Regions from separate parts of the Mus musculus genome. Here region 1 is linked to region 2. The links are chromatin contacts, called in public promoter capture Hi-C maps. All regions are on one chromosome and are shown on one strand. Each heading gives the region's core, a stretch centred on a gene start, on an enhancer-like site or on the middle of the called end of the contact. The rest is flanking DNA. Distances are from core to core; before and after follow the strand shown. Region 1 has its middle 32 kb from the start of Gm32441. Region 2 overlaps Nhlrc2 (NHL repeat containing 2).

Region 1 (6,784 bases), core at 3,140-5,639, 66 kb before region 2:
GCTTTCATGGTGTCCCATAAGTTTGGGTATGTTGTGGCTTCATTTTCATTAAACTCTAAAAAGTCTTTAGTTTCTTTATTTCTTCCTTGATCAAGTTATCACTGAGTAGAGTGTTGTTCAACTTCCACCTGTATGTTGGATTTCTATTATTTATGTTGTTATTGAAGATCAGCCTTAGTCCGTGGTGATCTGATAGGCTGCATGGGATTATTTCAATATTTTTGTATCTGTTGAGGTCTGTTTGGTGACCGATTATATGGTCAGTTTTGGAGAAGGTACCATGAGATGCTGAGAAGGTATATCCTTTTGTTTTAGGATGAAATGTTCTATAGATATCTGTTAAATCCATTTGTTTCATAAGTTCTGTTAGTTTCACTGTGCCTCTGTTTAGTTTCTGTTTCCAGGATCTGTCCATTGATGAGAGTGGGATGTTGAAGTCTTCCACTATTATTGTGTGAGGTGCAATGTGTGCTTTGAGTTTTAGCAAAGTTTCTTTAATGAATGTGGATGCCCTTGCATTTGGAGCATAGATGTTCAGAATTGAGAGTTTATCTTGGTAAATTTTACCTTTAATGAGTAAGAAGTGTCCCTCCTTATCTTTTTTGATAACTTTAGGTTGAAAGTCGATTTTATTTGATATTAGAATGGCTACACCAACATGTTTCTTGGGACCATTTGCTTGGAAAATTGTTTTCCAGACTTTTACTCTGAGGTAGTATCTGTCTTTATCCCTGAGGTGGGTTTCCTGTATGCAGCAAAATGTTGGGTCCTGTTACATAACCAGTCTGTTAGTCTATGTCTTTTTATTGGGGAATTGAATCCATTGATATTAAGAGATATTAAGGAAAAGTCGTTGTTGCTTCCTGTTACTTTTGTTGTTAGAGTTGGAATTCTGTTCATGTGGCTGTCTTCTTTAGGTTTGTTGAAAGATTACTTTCTTGCTTTTTCTAGAGCTTAGTTTCCCTCTTTGTGTTGGAGTTTTCCCTTTATTATCCTTTGAAGGATTTGTGGAGAGATATTGTGTAAATTTGGTTTTGTCATGAAATACCTTGGTTTCTTCATCTACAGTAATTGAGAGTTTTGCTGGGTTTAGTAGACACTATTGCAGATGTCAACAAGATTTTTGTTGATAGGACTCTGATATAGCTGTCTCCTGTGAGGCTATGCTAGTGCCTGGCAAATACAGAAGTGGATGCTCATAGTCATCTATTGGATGGAGTACAGGGTCCCCAATGAAGGAGCTAGAGAAAGTACCCAAGGAGCTGAAGGTGTCTGCAGCCCTATAAGAGGAGCAACAATATGAACTAATCAGTAACCCCAGAGCTCCCTGGGACTAAACCAGCAATCAAAGAAAACACATGGTAGCACTCATGTCTCTAGCTGCATATGTAACAGAGAATGGCCTAGTCAGCCATCAATGGGCAGAGAGACCCTTGGTCTTGTAAAGATTCTATGCCAGGAAGCAGGAGTGGGTAGGTTGGGGAGCAGGGGGAGGGAGAGGGGATAGAGGATTTGGGGAGAGGAAACTAGGAAAGGGGATAGCATTTGAAATGTAAATGAAGAAAATATCTAATAAAAATATATTTAGGGGCTGGTGAGATGGCTCAGTGGGTAAGAGCACCCGACTGCTCTTCCGAAGGTCCAGAGTTCAAATCCCAGCAACCACATGGTGGCTCACAACCATCCGTAACAAGATCTGACTCCCTCTTCTGGTGTGTCTGAAGACAGCTACAGTGTACTTACATATAATAATAAATAAATCTTTAAAAAATATATATATTTAGAAGAAGAAGAAGAAGAAGAAGAAGAAGAAGAAGAAGAAGAAGAAGAAGAAGAAGAAGAAGAAGAAGAAGAAGAAAAGAAGGAGGAGAAGGAGGAGAAGGAAGGAGGAGAAGGAGGAGAAGGAGGAGAAGGAGGAGAAGGAGGAGAAGGAGGAGAAGGAGGAGAAGGAGGAGAAGGAGGAGAAGGAGGAGAAGGAGGAGAAGGAGGAGAAGGAGGAGAAGGAGGAGAAGGAGGAGAAGGAGGAGAAGGAGGAGAAGGAGAAGAAGAAGAAGAAGAAGAAGAAGAAGAAGAAGAAGAAGAAGAAGAGATGCAATGTAGCTGCTGGATGCTCAGCCCTAAGCAGGACATCTATATCTTGCCTCCATGGCTCAGGGAACATTGTAGAAGAGGGAGAGAAAGCTGGTAAAATTGGAGGGGGAGAAGTGAAGCAGCGGCTTCGGGCTGTGGGAAGGCTGTAATCGGGAATACACAGCAGTTTTGGCTACCTGCACAAGACCTGCAAACACACACACATGTAAACACATATGCAGGCATAGGCACACACACACACACACATACATGCATACATGTGCACACACAATACAATATCATACAATACCATACAATACAATAAAATAAAAATAGACAGAGATTTAGTTGAGAAAAAGAAGGGGAGCCTAGTAGGAGTGGTAGAGAGAGGGGAGAGTAAGTGGGGGGACAGTTGTGAATATATGATCACATCATATCATATATGTATATATAAAATCATTTAAAACAAACAAAGCCAAACACAGGCAGCAAATACAAAGAGGACATGGAAACTCGCAGCAAGAAGGGGTTCCGAGCAAATGAGAAAGCATTTGGTAGGAACCATACCTGCCCGTTCTCACCTGCCCGCACTTTGGACTTTAAGCCCCTAGCCTGTAAGGAATAAACACGTGTGGCCTCAGACCCACCTGTGCCTCCTGTGTGCTGGAACTAAGGGCACAGGCCACCACACCCAGCATCTTTTCAGTTCCTGAGAGACACTGTCAAGTAGCTATGCTGGAGTTCATGGACCAGATGCAACTTTTACTATAAGATAATTCAGTATATGTGAGGGACCTTTGCTCCTTAGATATCATAGTGCCAAAATTGAGAGAAGGAAAGGGTTCGTCAGCCAGAAAACTCCTTTACAGTTTTTGGACAATTTATTACAAAAACCCTCAACTTTTTATTGTTTCTTTTTATTTTAATTGCCCGTATTTATGTATTTGTGTGCCATGGTGTGCATGTGGAGGTCAGAGGACAGCCTGCAAGAATTGATTCTCTCCTTCCAACATGTCAGACCCGACGACAAGTACCTTTACCCACGGCAGCATCCTGCTAACCCTATTGTTTTTTAATTATGATACAAATCAGGAAGCTTGTATCATGGTAGAGGTAATGCAGAATGTGGGAACTGTTGAAGTTCACTACAAAAGATGGAAGGACTCTGAGCCACTTTGTGGATGCTAAAACTCCAATCCAGGGAACTAGGCTTCTCAAAGCCCTGTAGTTACTAGTGAGGATTGATGCTGGTGTCCCAAGTTCTACTCTGAAAAAAATCTCTCTTGAGTATCAAGCTATGGCAAAACATGGGAGTATATGCCCTTCCTAAATGCTCCCACCAGGGCTATACCTAACACAGCTGCTGATCAATGGGTTCCAGGCACCGTGTTGATAACGTCTGAACTAAGGTTTATAAGGGAGATGCTACGGCATCTTGACATTTAATATTTCTGTATCAGTGTAAAGATGATTAGTGGGTTCTTTTACTTGCTGGGAAGGAGGGTCACTTTAAGTCGTTAAGGCGCAGGGCATATTTTGCATCTCTCTCCTGTCTTAGTTTGGGTTGACCACATTCAGGTGCATGCTACCTAACCACATGTGGCAAGTGGCTTCTGTGTTGAATGTGAGAATTCTCCATAGCAGAACTTATCTCAGCTAGATCTCCGCCAAAGCAGATGTCCCTTAGAATAGAGAGGATGCCCTGGGTGGCTGAAGGGATGGAGCAGTGGGTAACGAGAGCAGGAACTTGAGTTCCTATCCCTAGATGAGGTGGCTAGCGCTGTAACCTCGGTGCTGGGAGAGGAGACAGGGGGACTGTCTGAGCTCATGGCCGGCTAGCCAGCCTAGCCAAACTCATGAGCTTCATGTTTAGTGAGAGACTCTGCCTCAAAACGTAGGTGAAGAATGACAGAGGAAGCGGCCTGACGACAGCCTCTGGCCTCTAAATAGTAGTTCATAGCTATCCTCGGACTCCCTCAGATGGTCCCACAGCTTAGCCATATCTGGAAGCTGTTACAATTTTGGTGACTAACCAGGGGGTGTAGGGATGGGGGTAGGCCTAAAAGGGGGAGGGGGAGATAGGCCTAAGCTTGGGGGGGGGGGGGTAATTGGCTGAGACATAAACATAAACTAGTCACGGCTGGACAAGTTTACAGACTTGCCTGGTGGTTTGACTTCTCGTACTATTCCAGAACTTCACCTACCATTGACCTTGTAGCCACTACCTGAAGGCTGTCCAGCACACTGCACCCCACCCGCGGCTGCCCATTAATCACGGGCCAAAGAGGCTTTGCCTGGCAGAGGCAGCTACAGGGTTCTGGAACAGGATGCAGCCATTGGCAGACGGGTTCTCTTATCAGGACCTCGCAGTCAGAGAAAAGGCTCCTGTCTGTGGAGAGGGTGGCTTTTGTTTGCTTTCTCTTTTAGCTAAAGGGAATTCCTGGGGAAAAGGGATGCCAGAGAAAAGGAAATGCTTGCCAATAAGAAAAATCCTTCCCAGCCGGACTCCTGCCCCACCCGAAGGACAGCCCCAGCTTCAAAGGGTTCAGCAAGTGTTCCTCACGCTCGGGGTCAGCTCCAGTCCAAGGGAGCTTGCTCGCCCTTTCTTGCAGAGGTCTGCTCCTGGTTTCCTCCGGCTGCCAGGGCTGCATTTTAGATCAAGGAAGCCCAGGAACGCAGACACTCAGTCCTTCTTGCGTTTTTCTAAGGGTTGAGGCCTAGAAGGACCAAGGAAACTAGAAGAGGCCTAGTGACCTCCCTGTCCAAGAGGAGGAAGGTGCCAAAGTCAGAGAGTTGTGCCCCAAGCTGCACAGTGAGATTGAAAGACAAGCTGGGAACAGACTGTGTCTCTGCCTGGCAGCTGGCCTCCAGTTCTCCAAACTTGCGTCGTGCCTGTGTGCTTGCTTTGCTGTTGAGATGTCGCTGTCTGTTGGTGGGTGTTGCAAGTGGAGGTTTCTGAGAGAGGGTTGTGCATTGGATCGTATCCAAGGCCACTGAAGAGGCACTGCTTGGTTTGTACATCAACTTGACACAAGCTAAAGGCATCTGAGAGGAGCAAACCTCAGTTAAAGAAAATGCCTCCATAAGATCCAGCTTTAAGGCATTTTCTTAATTAGTGATTGATGGGGAAGGGCCCAGCCCACTGTGGGTCTCATCGTCCCTGGGTTGGTGGTCCTGGGTTCTATGAGAAAGCAGGCTGAGCAAACCATGAGGAACAAGCCAGTAAGCAGCATCCCTCCACGGCCTCTGCTTCATCTCCTGCCCCCAGGTTCCTGACCTGTTTGAGTTCCAGTCTTGACTTCCTTCAATGATGGACTTCAGTGTGGAAATAGAAGCCAAATAAACCGTTTCCTTCTTAGCCTGCTTTTGGCTGCAGTGCTTCATCGCTGCAATGAACACCCTAAGACAGTCTCTCTATATATTTCAGGCTAGTTCCAAATGGTCATCCTCCTGCCTCTGTCATTCTAGTGCCATTATGCCCAGGTCTTGAGGACCAGAAATGTTGAGTCCTGTCGTGTCAAGCATGATGGGAGATACACTAAATGAATGTGCCATCTGGTAGGAATCCAGTTCTAAATATTAGGTCTTTACAAAAAGAGACACCTGGAAAAAAATGTAGTCTTATTGAGGTATAACCTACACGGCTGCATAATAACTTTCTAAGGAGGTCAGAGGGCCTGGGTAGTGGAGGCACCCGCTAAGACCTGCCCAGAGGCTGGAGAAGGAATGCTGTTTGCTCACAGAGAGTTCCTTGGAAGTGAGTGGGGAACTGTGGGCAGGAGAAGTCACACCCAAAGCTGTCCTCTGACCACCAAAGTATGTGCATAAATTCTCTCTCTCTCTCTTTCTGTCTCACACACACACACACACACACACACACACACACACACACACTACACTGCAAATCAAAACAAAATAAAACACCAACAGCCTATTCTGAAGTCTGTTTCCCAGAAACATTACCACTAATAGGGCCTCTACCTGGTCCTCATGTGAGATTCCTCAAGACAGGGGCCATTGAAACACCATGAAGTATAATTGTGTTCCAGGGTCACACCTCTGCCTGCTTCTTTCCACTTCTCTCTCTTGCTGCCCTGCTTCTCCAACAGTTCCTTGTGGGGACAGTCACGTTGGGTATCATTGCACATGAATCCAACCACATCCCAACTCTGTGCGTGGATCCTGCCACAAAGTCAGCAGAGAGAGAGCGCTTTCATCTTGCAGGGCCTCTGGGGGCCTGAGTGTTCTGGTCCTGCTCAGTCTGCCCCTGTCCAGCCAGGGTTCGTCAGCTTATTCCCACTGCACTCCCTGGGTGACCTTTCTCAGGGCTCCAGGAGAGAGCCTGAGTTCCGGGCATGGGATGAAGGCTGGGTGAGGTTCAGCAGAGTGCTGGATAACAAAGGCACGTGCTCTTGAAAATTGTCAAGGGGACAAACCAGGAACCCACAGTTTTTTGGGTTTTTTTTTTTTTTTTGATCAACAAAACTTAAATAGAAACGGAGGCTATTCATTGTGCTACCAGATTTAGAGCTTTTAACAAGAAACACACTCGTGCTTCAAGGGAAAAAAAAAAGGTCCTCAGAAGTCTGTCTTGCTCTGGCCAACGAGCTTCCAAATTTTGGTGGCATTATAAGTGGTGTCAGGATGACCCATCAACGTGTAAAGATTTTCAAAATTTTATCTTTCTGGAATGAGTCGGTACATTTCAATTCCC
Region 2 (6,529 bases), core at 1,378-3,877:
CCCCATCCCTCACTTGATGTCCTGTCTTCCTGCTGGAGGTGGGCCCTATAAGATGGGAACTTATAATCAGAAGTAACCGTGCTAAATGTCTACTAAAACAAAACTAAATTTATCTATCAGGACTTCAATAGAACCCAAGTTCCACATATCACAAAGTTCCAATATCTTGTATATAGTCTGAAATTACTGTATACAATGTATACAACTGTATACTATATACAATGTCTTATATATAACCTGAAACCAGTGCCCAGTCATTCAGAGTCACAGTAAGATCCTGCCTTAAACAAACACCATAAAGAAGGGTATATGATTAATCATCAAAGGAAAAATAAACAAGATATTGATGCCAAAATAATTTCAATCAGCAGAGACTTGAAGCAGCTATAAAATCATGTTTCATTAAGTAAAAGAAAAATACAAATGAAATGAATGAAAAGACAGGAAATATAAGCAAACAGATAAGACCATAAAAGAAAAACTAAATGAAGATGTCAGAGCTGAAAACACCTACTTGAAACGAAGAAACTGAATGAGCTCACTAGCAAACTGGTGGCAGAGGAAAAGGCCAGGAGCCCTGAGGTAACATCAGAGAAAGGACACTGGGAGACTGAGTGAAAAGAGACACTTCTTCAGGCAACTTGGGATCAGCTTAGAGCATCTAAGGAGTTACAAGAATCCAAAAGGAAAAGAGAAGAAATCAGGGCAAAACAAACATTGATTAATGCCTAATGTTCTCATTCTAGCTAAGGAATTAGTATACGTAACTTCAGGCCAGCATAGCATCTAAGACCCAACAGAGGAAAACATGCCTTGACAGCTCACGATCAAACTGCTGAGAAGCAACAACTAAACAACCAAGGATATCTTGGAAAATCCTGAGGAGCAGATAGATGCCTGGGAAGTGGAAGGGTAGGAGTGGGCAGAAGTGGGAAGGATTTGAGACTTTGGCCAAACTGCTCACCTTTTATCAGTTTTCTCACTTGTGGGATGGGGAAACATCATGAATGACTCCCTAGGTTAAGTGAATTAAGGGACAATCTGTGTAAGGAATTTAACAGTACTCAGTACAACAGTGAACTCTCACCCAATTTAACCATAAATTAAAAAAAAAAAAACCTCTAAATTTCAAAAGAAATTAGCAATATCACTCTTCACAATTATGTCCCATAGGGAAACATGCGGGATGTAATCTATATACATAATACAGTACATTACTCACATGAGTAAATATGCAGACATGCATGGGGTCATCTAGTTATAGGAGGCTGGATTATATTCCGTATGAGACACAGCTGAAGGGAGTAAGCCAGGCTAGACACAAAGGACACACAAAGCCTCAGCAGACTCAGAAGGGACCCCAGGGAACCCCAGCTTCTCTACCCTATGGTCCAGAAATGTGTTGCTCCACAATAAAGAGCACTTGCTAGTCACATTAAATAAAGCAGAGCCTACAAGGATTCTAGTTTGTCCTTCTTTCCTTTGTCTTTCTGTATCCATGGCTCCATCTGCCACTGAGATACTAAACAGAAGCAACAGCCCCTTGCAGACTGGTCAGTCAGCTCCTACAGTAAGTCCTCATTCTTTGTTACTTTGATCAGCTCCATTTTTTTCAGAACAAACCCTGGCCATCAAATACACCTCTACTTACAGTGTAGTTTTGATCTCAGCTCCGATCTGTACACAGGACATCCTTATCTGTCCAGGGCAGCTTTCCTACTCAGCCAGAACGAGACGAGAGCTCCCCTGTGGGACATCCATGCACACGTGCAGCACACGCCCTCTGAATCCTTCACCTTCCTCACTGCTTGCTATAGCCTTGATGCTTGGAGAGGGAATGGGTACCATACCTGGTTTGTATACCTTCAGGGTGCTGAAACGTGGCTTTATGTGGCCTGGCTTTTCAATCTATTGGGACAACTCCAGTAAGTTTAATGCACATGCTTTTGTGAGTCTGGAGCTCGTAAGACGTTTTTGGTTTGGTCTGTAATTTTAACAGTTTTATTAAGCTGTTCTTTGGACTTTTCTGGGTTAATAGTCCCTGGTATCTTATAGGCCCTTTTAAGATGAAGAGTGAAGGGTTGTTTTGTTTTGTTTTTTTCCCTATTTAGGTTTCTTTTTCTATTCTAATTTCAGGTATTAGTTTGGGTGGTTGGCTTTTCCTGAGGTTCTCCCAGTAGTCCCACGCTGCACCTCCTTCTCTTGTCTTCTGAGTCGCTCACTCTCTCCCTGCACTGTTGGTCTTCTGGGGCTCAGCCTCACCCACTAGAGCTCTCTGCCTCCCTCGACTTCGCTGCAGTCTCGACTCCATCGTTACACGCAGTCATCCTCCCTTCTACATCCTGTCGTTCAGACTTCGTTTCTAATACAATCTTGAAGTCAATCAATACCCATTTCTTCTTTTCTTTTTAATTTTAGTATTTCTGATCCAACTTGGTTTTCATTTGTCTTAAGTGTTGTTTGAAGATATTACTCCAAAAAGGAACACAGTTGTTAAGTCTGTGACTCTCAGTGAGGATGTCCACACACTCTCTTTCCTGTAGTTCTGCATGGCTATGACCACCTTATCATCCTATAAACCAGGTTCCTAGCCTGAGAGCTCCCTCTTCTGACAGCTCTGCTCTCTGTGCAGTTTCATTTATGGACACCACTCATGGAGGAGGTGCTGGCTGTAATTCTCCTTCCTTCATACTGGATCCTAAACTTTCCCTTTCATTTCCTTCTTTCGCTTTGGGGCCGAATCTAAGAGGAACCACACCCTGCTTGTGTATTTGATGTTTGTCCCAAAGCAGACTTCTCTACGCTTTCCATCCTCGTCCTTCCTGAACATTTAAGGTAAGCTAGAACTAGGGCATCCAAACCTGTGCTAACATTTTAAGCTTGGTATTGGGGATTTCTTACTAGGACCTATTTGTGCTCTAAGTCTTCAGAATTACTCCTACTTTTTTTTTTCCTTTTTTTCAAAACTGTTGCATTTTATTTTTTCTTTAACATTTTTCACACAATGTATTTTTATTATGTTTTCCCTTCCTCTAATTACTCCCACCACTCTACCTACTCAATTTTACATTCTTTCTCAAAATATAGACAAAAAACAAAACACCCAAAACAGAAAAGCAGTAAGAGGGAAAAAAGGAGAAAACAAACAAACAAAATGAAACAAAAAGCCCACGAATAAACAAACTAGCAAACCAACCAGGAGTTGGTTTTGTGTTTGCCAAGCACTTGACTTGTTCTTCTGGTGCTGGTTAAGCTGCCTCTGTCCCTGTCTTCAGCTTGCATCAGGAGCACCTTTAACTAGAGCTTAGTTTATGTCTTGATGGCCACGTGATGTGAGGGCCATGGTGCTCCATCTGGTGGTGCTGTGAGATGCAGAGTCAAATACGGTTGTTTGTTTGGGAGTCAGGGGAAGACTTTAAAGCATGTGTATTAGGTACCCTTCTCGTTGCTATGACAAAATCGTCAACAAGAAGAGACTTGAAGAAGGGTTTGCTGTGGCTCGCAGTCTGAGGGTCCAGTGTGCCACTGCAGGAAAATCCTGCTGACAGGAGTGGGAGGCATCCAGCTGTGAAGCAAAGAGCACCAAATACTGGTGTCCTGCAAGGTTATAATTCAGTAATTCATGAGGAACCCTAATTCATGGGGAACCCAGCCTCATGGGATGCTGCCCCTCAAAGTTAAGGAGTGTTTCCTCACTTCAGTTGTGCTAATATGGATAATCCCTGAGGCGTGCCCTGACTGGTCTGCTAGATAATCCCACATCCTGTCTATCAAGTTGACGAAATTAAATCTTACAGGTGGCTTCCATTTTCCTTCAGGCCTGGAAACAACACAGATACATTTTGTTTAACATCATGTGTATAACTTACATAAAGTAAGTCTTCCATATTTTGTTGGTTGATTAAATAACTGTAATCAAGTCTAAAAATGAGTCTCTTAATGAAGAAATGCTATAAGTATCAATAAATGCTAAATATAAATGCTGTAAGTGTAAGGCACAAGGCAAAGATAACTGCTAGCTCTACTACTACTTGACAAAGAGGTGAGGTACAGATAGGGAGACAGCAAACACAATTACACAAGAGAATTACTCAAAGACATTAGAATTACAAATACCTGCATGTAATGTGATATAATTAGTATGCCAGAAAAATCCTTGAGATTCAATTAAAAAGATTTAGCAACTTTGAACATAAAATTAATACTTCAAAATAGCCTTCATAGAGGCAAACAATAACCAATTATCAACTTAATAGAAAAAAAGGGTACATGTATGATAAACTGCTATGTTACATCTATAGAATGATGTTTAGATAGGTAAATGTTAACACAGTGCTGAAGCAGTCTCTCTGTCTCTCTGCCTTTCTCTCTCTCTCTCTCTCTCTGAAGCAGTAGGAATAGTCTCTCTGTCTCTCTGCCTCTCTCTCTCTCTCTCTCTCTCTCTCTCTCTCTCTCTGTGTGTGTGCTTGTAGAAATGTAAGTGAACATGGCTCTAGAATGCGGAATTTAGAAATATGCAGCAAAATGACTTTTACTCTCATTTCTAGGAAATGACCCTTAATTAGTCCACCATTATGTGAAAACCTATCCCTCCACAAAATTAGTCATTGTAACTACTGAGCCAACCTTAGAGCCAACATACAGGAAAATGGTTGAATTACACTGTATATACACTGTGAACTATTATGCACAAAATGTACACCACTTTCTAGTTAAGAGAAAAAGTAGTAAGAAATGAAATAAAGTACAAGGCAGAAGCAGGTAAAGAAATAAATAGGTGCACGAATGATCAACCTTTCCATTTCACTGTGAAAGCCATGTTGTTATATATCCACTCCACACACACCTGGATGTATGTGCGCGCACACGCGCACGCACGTGTGCACACACACACACACACACAGACACACACACGCGTGCACACACACATACAGGCACACATACACTCACACACAAAAAGGCTACAAAGATGGCAAGGGTGCTAAAATGAAATACAAACAGCAACAATGAATTCCCTGCCCTTCAAATGAACACAGTAACTTCTGTGGGAGGCAGGTGGAAAGACTAGCCTCCATAATTGTTTAAGTCTTTGAGAGGGACTAAACTAAAACCAAAGACAGCTCAGGAATCATGAGCTCCTTGGAGAAACGGTAACTTTGGGGATGGGCTGTGAAAGCGCAGGAGGAACTAGAAATATTCTGGTGTGAGAAGGAAGTACTCCAAAAACAGCAAGAGCACAGGAGGCGGCTGGTGGGCAAGGCACTGGGTAGATCTGGGACAGTGCAAACACTGGAATAAATAACAGTAATGATTCAAAAGTCACCAAATTCAAGGAGGAACCCACAACTTAAGCCCACTTGTTTCTGCATGTTATATAGATGTAATAATATTAATCAAAGTAGATGGTGGCTATTTCCTACTTACCTTCCACCTAATCAATATATCTCAATATTTTCCCAAAGAAATGATGAAGGGGTGACACCTCAATGATGAGAAGTTAAAATGAGGCAGAGAGTGGTGAAGGAGATTCAGGGAGAGAAACCAGCACATACAAAGACGACGGAAGTTTGAGACAGTAAGAATAAATACCCAGAAATGGTCGGCCTTCAAAGCCATGGTCAGAATTTACACCTTATTCTACATGCAATTGAAGTTATATGGAGACTGAAAGGCAAGTATCAAAGATACTTCAAACTAACCTCATGAGCTTCCCCTCCAAATCTGCACTTTCTCTCGTGCTTTGTTATAGAACTGCATTATTATACATCCAACTATATAAGCAAGAACTCAAGATACAGAGTCTCTGTAATAACCCATGGGCAGCCTTCATCATCCATGTTTAACTCATGACCAAGCCCTATTGATCTTAACCCCTACAACTTGTTCAGTCTGTACCCATCTGTAGAGAGCATGAGAGCCTTGTGCTCACAGATAAGCACCAGGGAAAGCAGGGATGTTAGACAGGCTGGATTGTCTCCTCAGGGGGAATGTCTACTTGCTTCTACACAGAAGGCTGGGAGGAGATGCAGTTAGCAGCCTGGTGATCTGTGCTACCTATAGGGCCAGGCCACATACGAACTCCCCAGATCCTTCCTCCCTAGACCTTTATCGTGAACATTGTTCCTCGGTCAACAGAACCCATTCTATTGCACGTGTACTTTATAACTTGGTAACCACCTTGTTATCTGTATGACTGGGATACACCAGGTTCTCCCCTAGGCCCTTAAGCTGTAGAACTCATCTTTATGGAAGAGGTCACATGTACTTTACAAAACAGTTCTAATGCAGTCACGCCTTAAGCTTTATTGTTCACGTGGGATTGAGTCAGTTGTTACCAGGAAGCATTTATTTAAAACCGTTCTGTATTTGAATATGTCTAAAATAAAGTGTCCAGTATCAGACTCTAGAATCTGAACCAACACCGGCAAAGTCTTGCTGAGCTGATTTCCATCTTGCCGCATGCACATCATTACCTGCTGACCCTGGTATTTGCAGATTGCCACACCTGTCTTATCCATAATGAGTTATC

The links. Capture Hi-C pulls out chosen DNA fragments and counts their contacts.
Region 1: a contact with region 2 is called in a promoter capture Hi-C map of adipose tissue. The contact joins two enhancer-like sites. A contact is called at or near these places in 1 of 39 promoter capture datasets (liver), 2 of 484 Hi-C or Micro-C datasets (cerebral cortex and nephron progenitors), 2 of 115 datasets of contacts at active chromatin or transcription factors (astrocytes and embryonic stem cells) and 2 of 9 other capture datasets (adipose tissue and pancreatic islet).

The regions. Positions count from the first base shown.
Region 1 is chr19:56,629,401-56,636,184 of GRCm38.p6, reverse strand. No RefSeq gene overlaps it. Among named protein-coding and RNA genes, the nearest start is that of Gm32441, 32 kb to the left of the region's middle. Within about 2 kb of position 4,389, at least 25 of the 459 cell types and tissues checked have an H3K27ac peak or open chromatin away from gene starts, as enhancers often do. A contact at or near this core is called in adipose tissue, where this site is marked.
Region 2 is chr19:56,562,334-56,568,862 of GRCm38.p6, reverse strand. All of the region lies in intron 2 of Nhlrc2 (NHL repeat containing 2), which reads right to left. Among named protein-coding and RNA genes, the nearest start is that of Nhlrc2, 17 kb to the right of the region's middle. Within about 2 kb of position 2,627, at least 31 of the 459 cell types and tissues checked have an H3K27ac peak or open chromatin away from gene starts, as enhancers often do. A contact at or near this core is called in adipose tissue, where this site is marked.